Regions from separate parts of the Sus scrofa genome. Here region 1 is linked to region 2. Evidence: chromatin contacts called from public Hi-C data. All regions are on one chromosome and are shown on one strand. The core of a region is the stretch at or near the end of the contact, and the rest is flanking DNA. Distances in the headings are between cores, read along the strand shown.

Region 1 (3,438 bases), core at 691-3,190, 500 kb after region 2:
AGCCAGAGACAAACCTTCTGGTGTCTTTCCCACTCTCAGGGTCCCTAGGAAAGACAGGCCATGGGGTCTGCCAGGCACCTGTTCAGTAGACAGTCACGTGCCCTATGAGACTTTCTGTCACTAAGACATTTTTGTGGACGGAAAGAGGGAGGAAGGAGGAGGAGTTATGTTGGAGGAGTTTTGGCTCTTCATCCAGACAGCCCACCAAAAACGCAGCAGAAAATGGTAAGCAGGGACCTCGGCAGTCCTGCAGCCAGCCCCCTCGATTGTCTTTGGGGACCCCCGCCCGTCATCACTCTCAGGGCATGTGCTTTGGGGTGGAGATGACCAGACCCCATGGCAGGGCTGGGTGCAGTACCCACACTGGCTCTGTGAAACGTGACCCTGAGAGTCTAGCTAGAACTGCAGGGAAGGGGAGCACCGTTCTTGAAGGGGGGCTGTGCCCCCAGGGTGCAGCCTGGAGCGGCTGGCCGCCACCCTGCCCCCAGGATAGGTGAGCCTCCCGGGGAACAGAATGACGCAGGGACACAGAGCCAACAAATGCAGAGAGACAGATTCAGGGTGCCATTGCCTAGGCACCTGGACCCCACCTTCCCAAACCCCTGGCCTTGCCAGTTGCCTAAGTCTCTTCCAACTGGATTTCAGTCCATTGTCCCTAAAAGAATCTTGACATAGTCAAGGAGGTACCTTGTTCCTACCAACATTTTATTGGTTTACCCTCAGCATAGCTATTTGTGGTCCCTAGTGAGGGGCGGTGCGTGTCTCGGAAAAACAGTGCATGTGCCCAAGTGATGGAGACTTTAGCCCGTATCCCAGAAGCGGTGCAGGCACCTGTCCCAGGCTTGGGAGGCAGAGACTAGAGAAGGAAGAAACCATGGCTCCACAAAATTTCTCCCTTCTTCTTTGTCCCTGGGCTCTGCTTTCAGAGCAGTTCTTCCCAAACCCTTGATGTATTCCTTCTTGTTCACAACCAAAGAAATGAATTCTTGGATCTGTTAAGAATATTTTGCAGGGTTCCAAGACATCAGGAAGAGATAGGGTAAGAGGCGGGGGAGGAAGCTCTGCAGACCACATTTGCATTTTCTCCTTTTTGCCCAATGACAAGGGTTCAGCTGGCATCCTTTTGTTTATTTCCTATTTGAGGCAGAGCTTTTCAAAGCTAGACATTAACGTGACTGTAATGGAATCTGTCTAATGGTTCTTCGGAGAAATGTCTTCTTGGATCTCAGCAAAGATAATTCACTTGGTAGGAACCCCTTCCTGCTTCCCTGCTAAGCATTAGACTCACCCAGTTCTTTCTGGAAGCAGGCTGGCCTCCGAGTGAGAGAGGAGAGTGCAGGAATGTTTTACCCCAGCATCCATCACATAGACTCACCCCCGCCACGGACTCAGATCAGGGAGGAGAAGAGGGAGAAGGGGCGTGTGGAGAGCATGCATGCTGAGCATAAGCCTGAAGCCAGGCAGAACGTCCACCGCAATCTGAGCCCCCTGGAGAAACAGGCGCACTCACCTTGGAGCTTTGGCTCTGGGGCGCTTTCTCTCTGGGGCGACGGCAGCTGCGACAGCCTACAAGGTCCACACTGTCCTAGCAGGTCCACTGCAGGCCAGCTGGGCTGCGGCAGGAGGAAGGGATTTCCCATCCTCCATCAGCAGGGAGTGTCCTTCACCAAAGGAGGCGATGCCCTTTTTCCCTGGAGTGCGGGCGGCTGGGTCTGCGGTCCTCTCTCTCCCGCTCCCTCACTGCTGTGACTGGGGCTCGAGGGGGCCCCAGAGAAGGGGCTGCCTGCAGACGGCAGCCCACGCCCGCCCTGATCCAGGTCGTTGGTTCCCCAGCCTTGGGGAGCCCCGAGAGGGAGGCAGGGGAGTGTATGGTGAGGCCACGCTCCCAGGGCCCTGACCAGGGTGGCTGGGGCACTCACAGAAAGTCCAAGGGCAAGTCCTTGTGCATTTATTTCTCCCCCCTCTCATGTGATTTTATTTTTGGACCAAACACAGAAGCTATTTGGGGGCTGGATAGATGCCAGATGAAAGGACAGATGTCCCATCCAAGCTGTCTCCGAGCCACTTTTGGAACCGGCCCGGTTACCTTTCCCTGTGCAAGGCGGAAGGGCAGCCAGAGGGTCTTTCTCCCCAGGTCACTTTTAGTATATCCGAGCAGCTAGTTCAGATTCCTAACTTTATTTCCACCAGCTCATCCCCACCCTTTGAGGATTCAGGAAGGATATGTGTCATGAGCAAAGTCACTGCTTTGTACTGCATTCCTACCGTCAACACACTTCTGGCTGCAGACATAAGAGCCCCTCTTAGCAACCTCGGGCGGGGGGTGTGAGCATGTGACGAGTCAGGCTCGAACCCTGAATCACAGAGATGCTGGCTGTTTCCCCTGGCTGTTTCTGCTTTTAACTCCTAAGCTTGTAAAACTTTAAATATTTAAGGAACTTGGATTTTCACCTCTGATCCTTCCTCTCCAGACCTGCCTGGGAAGCTGGGAAGCCCTCCTGCCTGACAAAATGCCACCTGCCCATCCTCCTCTTCGCGCCATCAGCATGGTTGTTTCTAGAGCCCTGACAGCTCTGCCAGAGGGGCAGAGGCCAGGGAGGGTGAGCTCGCAGAGCGGCAGCTTGCTGCCACTTTGCTCCCTGTCTCCTGAAGCTATAAATTATTGAGACTTCACTGTTGTTTTCATTTCTTTAAGAAGAAAAACAAAAACGTCCATGGTTGATTCATACCCATGACGTCACTCTTCAATTTCTTCCCCCAAACACAGTTTCTTGAAGGGGAAAAAGAATAAGGGTTTTCATCTGTGTCCAGTCCCAGGCCCTGATTCTTGGTACAGGATGGAGAGTCTCTGGCCTCCAGTCTCCATGAAGCCAGTTTCCTATGAATAATTCACTGTGCAAACACACACACCAGAGAAGACTGGGCTGGGCCGCCCAGGCTGGGCTCGCCACTGCCTCCAGGGGAAATTGCCCTTTCTGTCTACTGCCCTGGGGAGGAGCCAGGGAGATGGAGCCTAACAGCTTGTCCAACACTGCCCTCTGCTGGCCACTAGCATGATTCGCCCCAGGATGGTGGTTTTCAAGACTTTCCAATGGGCACCCGGGGTGGGGGGGGTTATTTTTAGAGAACCACTTTCCAGGTTCCCCGTTTCTTTAGGTACTTTTTCATAAAACTGGCTTGCCTGAGAACATGCCTGTGTTCCTAATAATCCTTCCCCTACTGGAAAGCATCCCCCTCACTCTTCACAAACCTAAGGAACCTTTGCCTCAAATATAGAAACCTCTAAGTTCACATTCTCAAACTGGAAGCTTCCTTTAATAATTGAATTCAGCTTCCCTCAATAACTAAGGCAGTTTTTATTTAACAACTTTGTCTCTTCTGTCCCTTGAATTTGAGGGAGAGCACTGTGAAAGCAAACTGTAGAGGATATTAGAGGCA
Region 2 (3,576 bases), core at 103-2,602:
GACCTGCACCACAGCTCATGGCAATGCCGGATCCTTCACCCACTGAGCGAGGCCAGGGATCGAACCCACAACCTCACGGTTCCTGGTCAGATTCGTTTCCGCCGCGCCACAACGGGAACTCCAGTAACTTTGGCACGTGTGTGGTTGTACTCCTTCAGAGCACCCACAACAAGTGCTCTTTGACAGGGAACTTCAGGTTCCCCACAGGCTCTGCTGCTAAAGTGGGGGGCGTCTCAGCTGCGCCAGGAATTCTTGAACGTGAAGGTAAGTGCAGGTTGAGAGTAGAAACTTTTCTGGAGGAAAAGAGAGCTCCAGAAACGGATTCTAGATCATTCTAAAAAGAGGCTCTCGGGAACAAACACGACTAGGATCCATGAGGATGCAGGTTCGATCCCTGGCCTCGCTCAGTGGGTTAGGGATCCAGTGTTGCCGTGAGCTGTGGTGTAGGTCGAAGATGCAGCTCGGATCCCTCGCTGCTGTGGCTGTGGTGTAGGCCAGTGGCTACAGCTCCAATTCGACCTCTAGCCTGGGAACCTCCATGTGCCTCGGGTGTGGCCTTAAAAAGCAAAAAAAATAAAATAAAAAGAGGTTCTTTTAGAACCCAGTCCATTCTCTTGCCTACAAGTCTATGACCTGGAAAGACTGCTCTTCAGACCATCTGAGTGGAGGGCATCTTCCTGGGGACAGTTGCCCTGTCGGGCCATTTGAAAGCGTCCCATCTGCTGCGTGGCATTTTGATCAGCTCAGCCCTCTCGTTATAGGGGCTAATTTGTCATTTGTAGACTAGATGTATCACTCAAGTTTTGTTTGGATCCCCGTTTTTGCTTAAAAGTCTTTTTTTCTCTGCCAAAAGAGCCTTGCTTTCCGATTTTGAGAGTTTTAATTCACGTGGCAACGCGACTACAATATAAACGTAAGTGCAAGTCTTTTAAACCTGACTCTAGAGTCTACGAAGCATAGAGAATCCTCTTGCATTTGGGGCAGGATTTCATCCAGGGCAGAAACGGAGATGTGGCTGCGGGAGAGAGTGCGCTGCTCCTCCTGCTCTAAAAGGGATTCATTTTTGTCATTTATGTGAGAATTGAAATGCTTCACCAACGTCCTAATCCTTGTGTGACGGCAGGTTTCTAAACACCAAAACTGAGAAAAGTGGTTTCCTTAAGTCTTACAAAGACAAATCTTGGACCGCTGGGAAGATGGTATTCATTGCTGTTCATTACTGGTCTGGAAGCTTCACCCGGTCCGTCAAGAGCTTCAAAACAAAACAAAACACCCACCCTCAAATAGAGAGGGTGACTTCTCGCCCCGAAGCATTGTCAGCTCAACTGCAGAACTGAGGAAGTGCTGCCTTTGCCTCTGAAAGCCGCCTGACTGTCTCCTGAAGTTCCTCCGGAGCTGCACCCAGTTTTCACCTTGCTGGTTGGGGTCCCTTTTGCCGAGAGCGCCGTCCCCCCTTGAAGCCCGAACTTCCTGAGCTGGGCGGAGGGGACGGGAGCCAACCTATTATCGTAGCTCGGCTCCAGTTACACTTGACGAAGCAGCCTTCTTGGCATTTGCACTAGAGTCAGCCTAAAATGTGCCCTCAGTGAGGTTTTCGAAAGAATTTTGCCGGTTGCTTCCTGATTCCATGTCTGTCTGGACAGGACGTTTCTCAGGCTGTATTTGGCAGTCGCTGGGGGGAGAGGTCTTTCTGGCCGTTCGAGTGTGCTGGTTTTTTCCTCTGATTATCGACAGTGAGGATTATATTCATGATGTATTTCCAGTTTGTATTTTAACTGGGGTTGCAGGCATATTACTAAGCAAGATCAGTGCTTTTCCTACCTGTAACTGCTGGCATTATTTGTTTCTCTAGAGTTCTTTTAAATAGTGGGCATTGGTGGGCAAGAGAAAGCAAAGTTAGCAGTCCGCTTTTTTCTAGGCTTGGCTCGGTGACTCTCAGACCTGCAGTCCGTGCCCCCACGGTCATGTGTGTGAGAAAGCCTTCTTGGGGGTAGTTGTACATGTCTTTCCTCTGGCCGCATTTGTCGGGGGTGGGGGGGTTCATCTGTATGTAGGTCTCCCAACTCCTTTTGGCCTTAAGGCCGTCTCTAGATCTAGGTGTTGAAACCAGACTTATGTTGTTCCCTTTTGTGGGGGCTGCATGCAGAAGTTCCCAGGCCGGGGACTGACCTCGAGCCATAGCGGTGACAACACTGGATCCTAAACCCACTGAGCCACCAGGGAACTCCCTCATGGGCATTTTCCTAGTACCCGTCCTGTGGGATTATAATTGGTCACATCGGGTTCCTGCAGCAGTTCCCCAGAGCTTCCAGAGAAGGGTCATGGGTAAGTACTCCTCTCAGACCTTCACTTTCCAGAGAAGACAGCTACAGAGCAGGTTTACCTACTTCAGATGAAGAGTTAATTGCTAGCTGGATAACATTAATGACACATTTTAGTTGGATAAAATTAATAATAAAATTAATGATTTTATTAAATTAATAAAATTCATATTTGTTTTATTTTTATATTTTTATAATTTTATGTTTTATGATTTTATTATTAAATTAATAATAACTTATCAATATATAATCAATAGTTGGATAAAATTAAGAACTATTTTGTTTCCATGTAGGGCTTCTCAAAGCGCATGCTACCATATTCTTTTTATGGTAAGACCACGGAAAGGAATGTGTCTGCAGAGCCACGAGGAGAGTAATTTCTAAGTATTTGCTTGGCTAAGAGGGATTGTGGACTCTTCCTTGGAGGCCTTTAAAAACAGGAGTTCCCGTCGTGGCACAGTGGTTAACGAATCCGACTCGGAACCATGAGGTTGCGGGTTCGATCCCTGGCCTCGCTCAGTGGGTGAAGGATCCGGCGTTGCCGTGAGCTGTGGTGTAGGTCACAGACGCGGCTCGGATCCCGCATTGCTGTGGGGGTGGTATAGACCAGCAGCTACAGCTCCGATTCGACCCCTAGCCTGGGAACCTCCATATGCCGTGGGTGCAGCCCTAAAAAGCAAAAAATAAAATAAAAATATATATATAGGGTAGCTCTTCCTCTGCTTGCAGCGGTTTAAGGGTAAAGGAAAAGGAGTGGATTAGCAGGCCCCTCAGGTCCCCAGGAGCTCTAGAGGTGTGTATGTGGCCCACGTCCGTGGCAGACTGTCCGTGGCAGTTCGTTTGGCAGATGCCACGTCTGCCGCTCCCTTGGCTGTGGGGCCCTTCTGCGAGCCCTGCCCTCCGTAGGCCGCGGGAGGGAAGGGAGCATGTCTGTACCGTAAACCTAATTCGGGCGGCGGATGACCTGCTACTACATTAGAAAAAAAATCCAGTAACCCAAAACGTTGTGCTTTGTCCGAATCCCCAAATGAGGAACCACAAAAGCCCCTTCTAGAGTCTGAAGTCATCTTCAACCTTTGTATGTCAGGAAGGAATTTTATTTAGATGTCATTCCCTCACGTTAGCTGTAAGAATCCTTTTCCTAAGGAACCGAGGGAGGAGGAAAGAAAGATGAGGTGGGTGGGAAGGGCCTGGGGGGAAGGAAGTCTGACTTGGGAGAGGCCGAGGGAAGAGAGAGCAGATCGGTTCCTTTGGT

Evidence for each region. A called contact is a pair of places that touch in the nucleus more often than the background predicts.
Region 1: a Hi-C map of liver shows a contact between it and region 2, with 2.6 times the contacts expected there. The contact joins the promoter of FGF1 here to the enhancer-like site in region 2. A contact is called at or near these places in 4 of 5 promoter capture datasets (fetal liver, fetal skeletal muscle, liver and 1 more), 18 of 47 Hi-C or Micro-C datasets (embryonic fibroblasts, epiblast stem cells, fetal heart ventricle and 9 more) and 1 of 2 datasets of contacts at active chromatin or transcription factors (skeletal muscle).

Annotation. Positions count from the first base shown.
Region 1 is chr2:144,239,405-144,242,842 of Sscrofa11.1, forward strand. It overlaps FGF1 (fibroblast growth factor 1), which reads right to left and starts at 1,941. Exons shown (of 6, transcript XR_002341962.1): 1 at 1,511-1,941.
Region 2 is chr2:143,737,424-143,740,999 of Sscrofa11.1, forward strand. No RefSeq gene overlaps it. Among named protein-coding and RNA genes, the nearest start is that of NDFIP1, 50 kb to the left of the region's middle. Within about 2 kb of position 1,353, at least 8 of the 83 cell types and tissues checked have an H3K27ac peak or open chromatin away from gene starts, as enhancers often do. A contact at or near this core is called in liver and subcutaneous adipose tissue, where this site is marked.